Regions from separate parts of the Bombyx mori genome. Here region 1 is linked to region 2. Evidence: chromatin contacts called from public Hi-C data. All regions are on one chromosome and are shown on one strand. Each heading gives the region's core, a stretch centred on a gene start, on an enhancer-like site or on the middle of the called end of the contact. The rest is flanking DNA. Distances are from core to core; before and after follow the strand shown. Region 1 overlaps LOC101744498 (neurobeachin). Region 2 overlaps LOC101744498 (neurobeachin).

Region 1 (5,977 bases), core at 2,346-4,845, 70 kb before region 2:
GCGTCATCAGACTAGTAGGTAAGCTCACGGGGCTCAAACCTGACGACGTTGCTAACTCGAACCCTATCAAGCAAGGGCCGTGCTTCGCAGAATCTACCACCGGAGGAGAAGGATGGAACGTTAAATTATGTGTCATATCGTAGCGGTAATTGAGGCCGTCAGCGCAAAAGTGCCCTAACCCACATTGTTTCATAATCATGCTTACATGTATATTGCAATTTATTTAAAATATAATAAATTTTGATGCAAATCCGGCCTATCCATAGTTTCACCCATACATAACAGATGGCTTTGTAAACATTATTTTTGCGTGTATTGTTTGTTTTTTTTCCTACTCAAATTCTGATTCATGAAAACTTAAACCTCCATTGCTCCATAATAACTATGATCAGATTAGACCACTTTTGCACTGACGGCCTCAATTATCATATAAGAATTATAGCATCAATCTGACGACAAGTTCTAAACTAAAATATTAAAATTGATACCCAGCCGAGTAATAATAGCTCTAACGCTCCGTGTAAGATCTCCCTTTTGTTGCCTGGTGGTAGGACCTCTAGTGAGTCCGCACGGGTAGGTACCACCACCACGCTGCCTATTTCTGCCATAAAGCAGCAATGCGTTTCGGTTTGAAGGGTGGGGCAGCCGTTGTGACTACACTGAGACCTTAGAACACAGATAACACAGATGGGGTTTATCTGTGCCTTAGAACTTATATCTCAAGGTGGGTGACGCGTTTACGTCGTAGATGTCTATGGGTCCCAGTAACCACTTAACACCAGGTGGCCTGTGAGCTCGTCCATCCATCTAAGCAATAATAATAAAATAATAAAAATTAAATTTTTTTTGTCCTTCGCTTCAGGTACTGAAATATTGTGAGCATCTACACGGGAAATGGTACTTCAGCGAGATACGAGCTATTTTCTCGAGACGCTACCTTCTCCAGAATGTCGCCGTCGAGCTGTTCCTCGCCAGCAGAAGTGAGTAAAAATATCTCTAATCTGTTAAAATCTGCCTTGCGTCTTAAGAAATTTTGGTTTTCTGAGGCGAACTTATCTAAGTGACATAGTATCAAGATTAGTTAGTTGAACAAGTTCGTATGAAAGTTCTTATTAGTTTGGTTGTCCATCAGATCCAATAATCTTTGCATTAGACGTCTTCAGCTCTAGCACTAGCAGGAGCAGGCTTAGGGACCCCGGTAACCGTACTCGTCGAACTCGACAAAGAGTTCGACGTGCAACCTAACCCATGCATCAGCCCGCTGAGTTTCTCGCCGGATCTTCTCAGCGGGTCGCAATTCCATTCCGGTAGTAGATTCATTCGCGAAGCAGCTGCTCTTGAGTTGTTAGGTCTCCTTCGGAGGCGCTCGGGCAGTTGTTAGCAAATACCACCCCTCCTGGCTGAGCCTTTGCTCGCCCACCTGTCGTGGTGAAACTGGAAAGGCCTCCGGTCCACCAATAACCCTTCAATCCAAAAAAAAAAAGTTTGAGCGGCGCCGCGGGTGTCCAAAATTGGATTCATATCCGCTCAGTTGAACAAGTGCCACTATTTGTGAAAAGCTTCCGAATATCTTGAAAATTCCTGCCCAAGTCGCCCGCGCTGAAGTGGGCTTTGAAATACATCATAGTCAAAAAATGATTTAAACAAACAAAATCTTAAACAAAGAAAATTTTATTTTTCAGCTTCAATATTCTTCGCATTTCCCGACCAAGCGACAGTCAAGAAAGTAATCAAAGCGCTACCCCGAGTTGGTGTCGGCATCAAGTATGGCATCCCGCAGACCAGGTAAGTGCCCCTATATATATAAATCCAACATTATAGATTACCTACCTAGGATGCTTTGATAAGCAGATAATTGTTCATCTAGTTTTAATGTTACTTTACGAAAATGAAACTTGAAACGAGCGCCATCTATTGAAAATATTCCAAAAGCCTACGATTTAATACCAACGTCGATGTGCTGCCATCTAGTAAAAATAATGTGATATGTCTCCAAATAAACCAATGGGCTTAATTAATAGAAACTGTCGATAGATGGCGTTACTAATTACAATCTGAACTCGCGCTGCTATAATCAGAATTTTATCAGTACATAAACTGAGCCAACAATCATTGTCATATACAAGTTTGTATGATTTTCTTTTGGTCGTCACGCGAATATTTCAGTTTTTGTTTTCCTAAAATATGAAATTATCGGATCAGCCGTCGCCAAATGGTGCGCTAACCAAAATTCGATTTTTCATTTTGAATTTTTGTATTTCTGTTTTGATTTTAAGTAATTTTCTACAAAACTAGGAACAGAACTGGAGAGTTAAATAAAAGTAACAATTTAAAGAAACACTAAATTTATTTCAGTCATCACAGTTGAATCACCATACACAATAATTAATAGAGCCTTAAATATATTAACTATTATTGTTTCATTATACCTAATATAATATTTACACATACGTTATGGTAACATACAGTATATAAATCACATTTGAATTGCACGCTGCTTTTCCGAACCCTATTAAATAATTAAACATTACACGAAAACAATCAAATCCCTAAAATGTAAACATCTAAAAAGTACACAAGCAACTTTATTTTGTACCTAAAAATAATTAAATTAAATCATCACCTCCTTATTAACTAAAACTTTGAATAGGAATGTTTAAACTTTCTCGTTTAAATCTACAATTAAAAATATTTGAACCTATAATAATACTGATCACAAAATTCACGATTAATAATTAAAATTACACAAAAAAAAACTACTTAATAAATATAACAACAACTAGTACACATAATTAATGTTTTAAATTCATTGGTAACTTATTAATTAAACTAATAAAAAACATCTAATTCGCTGCAATAAAATCTCAAATTATCAGGAGACCATAATTTCGAAGAAGTTAAAATAATTTCAAAATATAACTTCGTAACGTTAAATTGTCACCGAAGTCCGAGTACCAGGAGACCATAAATGCAAAGAGCTCAATCACAATGAATGTCCGCCATAATTTCGAAAAAGTAATAAAAATTCAAATATAACTCGTAACGTTAAGTTATCACCGAAGTCCAAATACCAGGAGACCATAAATGCAAAGAGCTCAATCACAATGAGTGTCCGTTTTATTCGACTCTTCTGGCTTCCAAAGCTTAAAGTCTTCGCTCTTTTCTAAAGAAACAGCGGCTCCAGCGCTGTGTCTCCTCTGCACTGGCCTGCCCTCGATACTGCATCCCTTATCGCTCTTGTAGCCGGCTTCAAGATCTTTCTCATTTTTGTTATCATCGTCGAACTGCCTCATGATTTCCGTGAGAGTCTTCCCTTTAGTCTCCGGCAGAAACAGGAAGCAGTATGCCGCTCCTATCATTGCACAGAACCCGAACAAATACAAAGTCCCGTTGCTCGTGAGTAAGTTCTCCAATTTAGGATACGTTTTTATGTTGAAGAAAATGAGGACGTAAGCGCAGCACGAAGTCGCCCCGGACATGACTCCTCTGATATCCTGAGGGTACAGTTCTCCGGACATGATCCAGGGCAGTTGGAGGAAGCCGACCATGCTGAAGGAAACGTGTAATAGCACACAGCCGAGCTTCACTAGCGGAGGTCCATTGAGACTGTCGCACACCGCGGCCCCCAGCATGGCGATGCCCAGCAGCAGTCCTGATACTGCTGCCAGGGTCTTCCTTCTGAAGCTGTTAATAAGACAAGCGCCGACTGCTCCCATGAAGACTCTCACACCTCCCACTATGATGGAAGCCGTGAACTCGTTGACGCTAGTACCTACAGACTTGAAGAAATCCACAGCGTAATACAATATGATGTAAATCCCTGACATTTCTTGGAAGATGAAGAAAACTATTAATAATACGAAGGGCTTGAGGACGTTTTTCCGTTTGAAGAGTGCTAATTTCTGTTTGAAGTTCATCTGCTGTTCCTTGCGGTCTTTGGTGAACTCCATGAGTTCTTGTTGCGCCGTGCTGTTGTTCTGACGGAGCCAGAACATAGCGTTGTAAGCTTCTTTCATTTGTCCTTTAGAGGCGAGCCACAGAGGTGACTCTGGAACGAAGTACATCAAGAAGGGAGTCAGTAGAGACACTCCCGCACAAATAGCGGCCACTTTTCGCCAGTGAATGAAGGCTCCTAAGGAGTAGACGATGAATATCCCGGTGGAGACCAGGCCGGGCCCTAAAGCGCTGAGAACCCCTCTCTTTTCTGGAGTCGTGATCTCAGCCACGTAGATGTACGATACCGTTGACATTCCTGAAATTTGAAAGGAAATTATCTATTAGTTTCAAATAAAATGTGTAGTATCTTATATCTTTAAACGAGCAATTCTTGTATATAAATATATATATCTAAATCTCGGAAACGGCTCCAATGATTATCATAAAATTTAGTATACATGGGATTTCGGGGGCCATGAATCGATCTAGCTATGATTTATTTTCAGAAAATATTGTTTTATTCTTGTGTTCAATAATCAACTTTATCGATAATCAACTTAAACATAAACTTTTTTTTTATTGAATGAAAATAACAAATAATATAATATCAATATGTAATTCGTATTTAAATATAATTTCTAAAAAAACACAATATATCAAAAAAAAAAAAAACCATGCCAAGCAAAGCTCGGTCATCCTCTAATTAATTCAATGAAACAAAACACACCGATAGTGAATCCGGTGATGAATCGTCCTATGCAGAGGAAGACGTAGGTCTCTGAGAAGGCTATGACCAGCCAGCCTATGAGGTTCGGCAGCACGATCGACTGCAACAGCAGCCGCCGCCCCACTGCGTCCACCATCATGCCGCCCAGCAGCGCTCCAATGGGGTTGGAGATCACACCCAGACTTGCTGTTGACAAAACGTGCCTTTAGTAAAGCGCTTGGAGAGCCTGCTCAAAATGAACCAAGAGGTAGGACGCAAAAAGCACAACAAACAATAACTGTTAAGAGTGCTTAGAATAAATTACAGATAATCCTTCAGTTCATTTAACATTTAACTCTAACTACAAGGCCACTGAGTTTCTCGCGGGATCTTCTCAGTGGGTCGCGTTCCCGATCCGGTGGTAGATTCTGCGAAGCACTGCTCTTGCTAGGGTTCGTCTTAGCAACGGCGTCAGGTTTGAGCCTCGTGAGCTCACCTACTTGTTAGGTTACGCTGACGTAGCCTCTCAAGGCGATCAGCTTAGGTAGGAAAAAAAAGTGGGTTATGTCTGCAGGAGCAAAACTCAAAAAGAATACACCGGGCGTCTTAGACGATGATCAGAATTAAGTGGCATTCACGTTGTTATGTCTATGGACGCCAGTAACTGCTTAAAAAAAGGCCATGACGGTTTACCCACATTTGATAAAACAATAATGGTCTACTCAATAGATTTATGTATTCTATTTAGGATGAAGCTGAAATAGCCTCTCAAGGCTATTAGCAAGGGTTAAAATGAAACAACTAACTAAAAATACTTGCTTAGTGAGATGTAGTGAAAGATAAAAACATACTCGCAATTGAATAATTTAAAATTAAGTTACGAACTCTGAACCTGTAGTGGGAATCACGACTTCATATTAAACAGATGAGCTCCTATGCTCAACTCAATAAAGCAGCTAATTGGTTAGTAACGCTAGCAGATCAGTTGCAATTGAAAGATGACGGAACATTAGGTATAGAACATTGACAACACAACTGGAGGAACTGTGTCGTGATAACAATATTGTAACATTACCTACATCTGATATCATTGAGGCTGAATCAGTCAGTGATTAGGTACAATAAAAAGATTGCATTGTTTATAATTAAATAAAAATAAATAATTAACGTTTTACGAGTCTCGTGTTGTTTGCGATGTGTGTTTGTAAATATTCGCCGATAACGTCTCAGAACAAGACGCTCTATGACAAACTCGACTCGCATTTGCTACACGAGGAAGATTTAATGAACAAAACATAAAATTAATTCGTATAGGTATTGTGTGGACTTGAATTT
Region 2 (5,813 bases), core at 170-2,669:
TTTGGAGTCACTCAAGACATCCTTGATTAAGGCAGCCGCCAATATTGACATGGACCTCGTTCGTGCTCTGATAGACGACTGGCCGCGCAGATTGAAGGCCTGTATTCAAAATCACGGAGGTCATTTTGAATAAACTTTAGTATCATAAGAATCTATGTTTTATTAAGTTCATTTTGGTATATGAATGGTTACATAATGAATAAACTTGTTTCAATTATTTTACATTAAACATGTGACAGAATTTATGACCTGACTAGTTAGTATGGTTTAGCGATTCGTCGCAAAAAATATAAGATGTGATTAATGTGACATTGTGGCTCCTAAAATGGATTAACGCACATAAAAGTAGTCGTTTTATTTCAAAGCAGCTTCCAGGTCATTTATAATCCTGCTAAACCGATTTTTGGCTTATCAATTAGTGTCAATGTAATTGATTCGTTACAAAAATATCGATAGTACCGATCGGACCAGTATAACGGGTCCTTTAATTAATTAGTTGTGTGAGTCGTAGACATATTAGAATTTTGCTAGATTAGATTTGTTTCCTGACGCCTTTTTTATATCGAATTTGAAATGCCAAATAGAAACAGCCAGACATCTGTACACCGTTAGGTTTGGTTCACACGGTATTGTCCTACACGGTTATTTGCAGTATACGTCTTAACGAATGAATAGTGGCACATACATGATTGTACAACTTAGAACTACATATTCACATATCGTTTGTACTGCAAAAAATCGTACAATGCTTATGCGTTTAAACGAATACTCAACGGACTTGTCAAAATCCAATGAATTACCTATAACGTTGCTTTTTTTTTATTCCTACCTAAGCTGATATTCTTGAGAGGCTATTTCAGCGTAACCTTAACTAGTAGGTGAGACGGGGCTCAAACCTGACGACGTTGCTAACACTGGCCCTAGCAAGAGCCGTACTTCGCAGAATCTTCCACCGAATCGGAAACGCGACCCACTGAGAAGATCCGGCGAGAAAATCAGTGGGCTGTGTCTGAGGGTGCAACGTTGCAGTGGTGTACTCGTAGTATAGCGCTGTCTCGTTCACACGTTTCGTTTTTACACGAATGAAAATCTACCCGGGTGATTGTACGTTAAAATCTATACTAATATTATAAAGAGGAAAGATTTGTTTGTTTGTTTGTTTCGAATAGGCTCCGAAACTACTGGATCGATTTGAAAAATTATTTTTCCATTAGAAGCCGACATTGTCCCTGATGAACATAGGCTACTTTTTTTAAATTTTTTTTTTTTTGGTTTCATGTGTGTTTTAATGTTTCCGAAGCGAAGCGAGGGCGGGTCGCTAGTAACGAATATAAAGAAAACGTGCAGGACAATATCGTGTAAACCCAACCTTAGTTTCGTACCGTATCTCTGTGCAGTTAATACGCGATTGTTAAATCATTCTTGACCACGAAAATGCAACGTTTTTGCAACGACGGAAATTGTAAGATAATAGGTAACACCATACGAACGCGTTAATAAAACCGTAGAGTTTTTAGTTCGTTTCTTTTAATTATTTGATTTTATTACTGGTCATTATTACTTACCTTTTTTTAATAATTAAGGAAACACATCATCGAGACGTTCACAAAAAGTTTGTGAAATTCAAAAAAGACCTGAACCTATGAGAACTGTAATAAATGTGCTAATGTATCGAGGAATTTTGAAGCATGTCAGATTTTTTTTTTATTTTGCCTGATGGTTCTCCTAACACGTGTTCTTTGATAATTTTAATGGAAAGCACTAGCCACTTCCTAACTCTGAGAACTGTCAAACCTGATGCTAATGAAAACACTATCAAAGTCTAGCTTTTGGAACGAAGTTCCTTATGGGACTATGCGGAGGGTACCCTAACTGGGAAAAAACGTCCGTAACGTAAGACTTATATTAGTAACGCACACAGTGTACGACTTAACTTTGTAATAGCGTACAAAAAATAACATATTTTTTTATCATTCATTGACCACGATCTCAGAGCGTTCGTTTGCGCAATACACCAACTCTTATGCAAACAACCGTGAATGAAGTGTACCACAATAAGTTTACACGTTACTGAATGACCGTGGGTCGTTGCGAAACCTCCATTTTTAGTTTCTTTATACTTAGAATAGAACTTAAAATGAATATTTTTATATTAAGGAACTTCGTACCTATCCGGTGTCCCACGACATCACACATCTTTTTTAAGGACAGGACGTTGCGAGATAAGCTATCTATTTGTTGGACAATAGGCAGCTACTCTCTCTAAGAATTGTACCAACATAGTGAGAACGCAAACCAGCACTGAGTGACTGGTGAGCCTGCATGACTAAGAATGACCTTCCTATTTCGGTCTACTTGAAAAATAGTACAGAAATTGAACAGTACGACTGAGATTTCAGTCTCATATCCCCCGGTCACCGTTCTCGTGCGACGAGTAAATTAACTCACAGACACAGCCCACTGAGTTTCTCGCCGGATCTTCTCAGTGAGTGGCGTTACCGATCCGGTGGTAGATTCTGCGAAGCACTGCTCTTGCTAGGGCTAGTGTTAGCAACGTCGTCAGGTTTGAACCTCGTGAGCTCGCCTACTTGTTAGGGCTACGCTGACATAGCCTCTCAAGGCTCATGCTTAGGTAAAAAAAAACTCATATCTCACATTTGGTGGCGCCATCGACGTTGTGATATCCATAGGCTTCGGTAACCACATTTCAATAGGTGTGTCGTGAACAAGTTCATCCAGCGATATATTTTGACTGACTCGGTGGTGCAATAGTTCTGCGCATCTGACTGATGCGCCGAAGGTCGTGGGTTCGATTCCCACATCAAGCAAACTATCGTGTGACTACAATTTTGTTTGTTCTTTGTCTGGGCGTGTATTATCTATATGTGAATATATTTAAACGTAAATACGTATTTTTGTCAGTCTCTGGTAGCAATAACACAGGGAATATTAAATTGGGGTCGGATAATTGTGCGTGATTTGTTCCCAATTATTTATTTATTAATGTTATTTTATTTATTGTGATAAATAAATAAAACTTGAATGTGTCACGTAATCTTGCACAGAGTGCATTACGTTGTCAATACCTTCCTTTAAATATAATACAATGCGAAACTAACTCATCATACGTGAAGCAAAAACTTTGTACCCCTTTTTACGAAAATTGCGCGGACGGAGGAATATGAAATTTCCCACACTTATATAGAATATAGGGAAGGAGTGCAGAATGCTAATATTTTTTTTAAATATGCATTAAAAATACATTAAATCAATAAAGAAAACATTACACACACTACCATGTATTTGACACACACACACACATAGGTATACTCTTTGTTTATTGTCAATCTTTTGTTATTGCTTTAAGTCTGTGGTCAAATTGAGAATAGGTTAATAGATAAATATTAGTAATATTACGAGTATTTGTCTATAGTGTAGTCTTGGCAAAATCTGTGACTATTGAAATACAAATAGTCTTTGACAATAGAACCATAATAATGTCCAAACTTATAATTTTAATTAATTATAGTCGAATTTCGACAACTGCGGGAACACTAGTTCTTTTAAATTTGTTATTGGTTGAAATTTTCGTCTCTGCGATGTAGTTAATTGAATTTTTGTGTAATTCCTTCCACAGACGCGCGTCAATGATGTCTCCGCGGCAGCTGATGCGCAACTCAAACATGACGCAGAAGTGGCAGCGACGGGAGATCTCCAACTTCGAGTACCTTATGTTCCTGAATACCATTGCAGGTAAGTTCCAATATTACCATACGTGAGCATATTGTTGAGAGTTTAACTTCCTTTTTTTTCCCTACCTATGCTGATAACCTTGAGAGGCTACGTCAGCTTAAACCTTACGTGTAGGTGAGCTCACGGGGCTCAAACCGGAAGCGTTGCTAACACTGGCCCTAGCAAGAGCAGTGCTTCGCAGAATCTACCACCGGATCGGAAACGCGACCCACTGAGTAGATCCGCCGAGAAACTCTGTGGGCTGTGTCTATGGGTTAATTTACTCGTCGAGCCCTTCGTCACAAGCGACAGGTTCGACGAGGACGGTGACCGGTGCTTGAGGTACTTAAAAGTACCGTTAATGGATCGGAACTTCCTTAAACAACTTAAGATCCAAGTAGATCGTGAGCTCGTCCTAACCATATAATAAAAAAAGACATAGGTCAAGACATTTCGCGCGGTATCTCTTTGCCTGTTAAATGTTATTAGCACGATGCCATGTTGATGCCGTATTCATAGTATTGAACTTTGAATAATATTAATCTCAATTTAAGAAATAATAACAGGTTTTTCAATCCTGCATAAATAATTCCATGGTTCAGTGGTTAGTGATCGTGACTAATGTACCACGGAATCTGGGTTTGATTTATTTATTATTGATGTAGGTATTATTAGTGTTTTCCACGTCGTGGTTTACCTTTTACAGAGATTAAATTTTATTTGTTGATTTTTTAATTTAATTATATGTTTATTAAAAAAAAAATCAGTTCGCTGAATTATTTCAAAAAGCAACTAAATTGTACGATGCAATTTGGATAAATTAGTAAGCAAATTGTTTTTTTCAGTAAATATTATAATTATAGATAGACTTTCAATAAATTCTTAGAATAACTTAGACTTTGACAGAAAGTTAATAGAGATGTATCCATTTTGATGTGTTCCTGTGATACACCACAACAAAATTGAACAGTCACAACAAAAATACATTGATCATGTGAAGTTGTTTTATGATCACAAATACATGATCATAAAACAACTTCAAAGATAACGAGACTTGATAACTAAAAATATAAGATATAAGTCACTACGAACTAATAAGATGTTTTAGTTTCCTGAGTAAGTTATAACTTGTGCAAGTTTGTATGTGTGTGTAAATAGTATATGTATTAAAAGTAACGTGTAATTGGCACAACGTTCTATAGAAAATATTAAAAACTAAAGGGGTAACAAGTCTGCGGAGAAATCGTAAGCTAACTTGTTGAGCTTAAGCCCTGACAACAATCTTACAAAATGATTTTGGATGTGAACAAGTATGTAAAATTCCCAGGACTCTTATTTACTTTTTCATATTTATTTACCTAATTGAGATCAATAGGAACGATTTGTTTTAAACTTTTGCGGCTATCTATAATACACGGTAAAAGTATCGTTTTACGGGTTCTTTTACTGGTGGTAGGACCTCTTGTGAGTTCGCGCGGGTAGGTACCACCGCCCCACCTATTTCTGCCGTGAAGCAGTAATTTGTTTCGGTTTGAAGGGTGGGTCAGCCGTTGTAACTACACTGAGACCTTAGAACTCATATCTCAATGTGGTGGCGGCTTTTACGTTTTAGGTGTGCTTGGGCTCCAATAACCACTTAACACCAAACTGTGAGATCGTCCATCCATCTAAGCAATAATAAAATATAAAAAAACTTATCACTTTTTTTTACATTGTCCATACCGTATGTGTATGTTTGCCAGAGCGGTGGGTCTTCAATTTTCCGTAAGAACGCCCAAGAATTGACAAGAAAGAAGTAGACCAATTTGTGTGATCCTAATGTCCGACTCGCAGTTTTCAATCGCAGTCTACTCATGACCATCATTATCATCATAATTCTTTCCTATTACCCTCTGCTGAGGGTGTAGGGCTCGGATCAAATCCTTCCATTTACATCGGTCTTGGGCAGTTTGTTCTAGCTCCTCCCACGTCATGCCCAAGACACCTAGCTCCTGCTCCACCGACCATACTCATGGCCATAGCGTCGAAATATCCATTCCAAATGTCCCCATTTTCTCACCTACTTAGCGAGAGCTCAGTAG

Evidence for each region. Hi-C and Micro-C count contacts between places; a contact is called where the count stands out from the background.
Region 1: a Hi-C map of middle silk gland shows a contact between it and region 2, with 2.2 times the contacts expected there. The contact joins two enhancer-like sites. A contact is called at or near these places in 3 of 7 Hi-C or Micro-C datasets (middle silk gland and whole pupa).

The regions. Positions count from the first base shown.
Region 1 is chr14:12,607,864-12,613,840 of ASM3026992v2, reverse strand. It overlaps LOC101744498 (neurobeachin), which reads left to right. Exons shown (of 53, transcript XM_062672222.1): 39 at 863-980; 40 at 1,683-1,785. It overlaps LOC101744355 (facilitated trehalose transporter Tret1-2 homolog), which reads right to left. Exons shown (of 5, transcript XM_021346404.3): 4 at 4,664-4,849; 5 at 2,329-4,252. The coding sequence ends at 3,096. Among protein-coding and RNA genes, the nearest start is that of LOC110384805, 37 kb to the left of the region's middle. Within about 2 kb of position 3,595, at least 8 of the 8 cell types and tissues checked have open chromatin away from gene starts, as enhancers often do.
Region 2 is chr14:12,535,692-12,541,504 of ASM3026992v2, reverse strand. It overlaps LOC101744498 (neurobeachin), which reads left to right. Exons shown (of 53, transcript XM_062672222.1): 41 at 3,638-3,753. All of the region lies in intron 1 of LOC101744355 (facilitated trehalose transporter Tret1-2 homolog), which reads right to left. Among protein-coding and RNA genes, the nearest start is that of LOC101744355, 9.5 kb to the right of the region's middle. Within about 2 kb of position 1,419, at least 2 of the 8 cell types and tissues checked have open chromatin away from gene starts, as enhancers often do.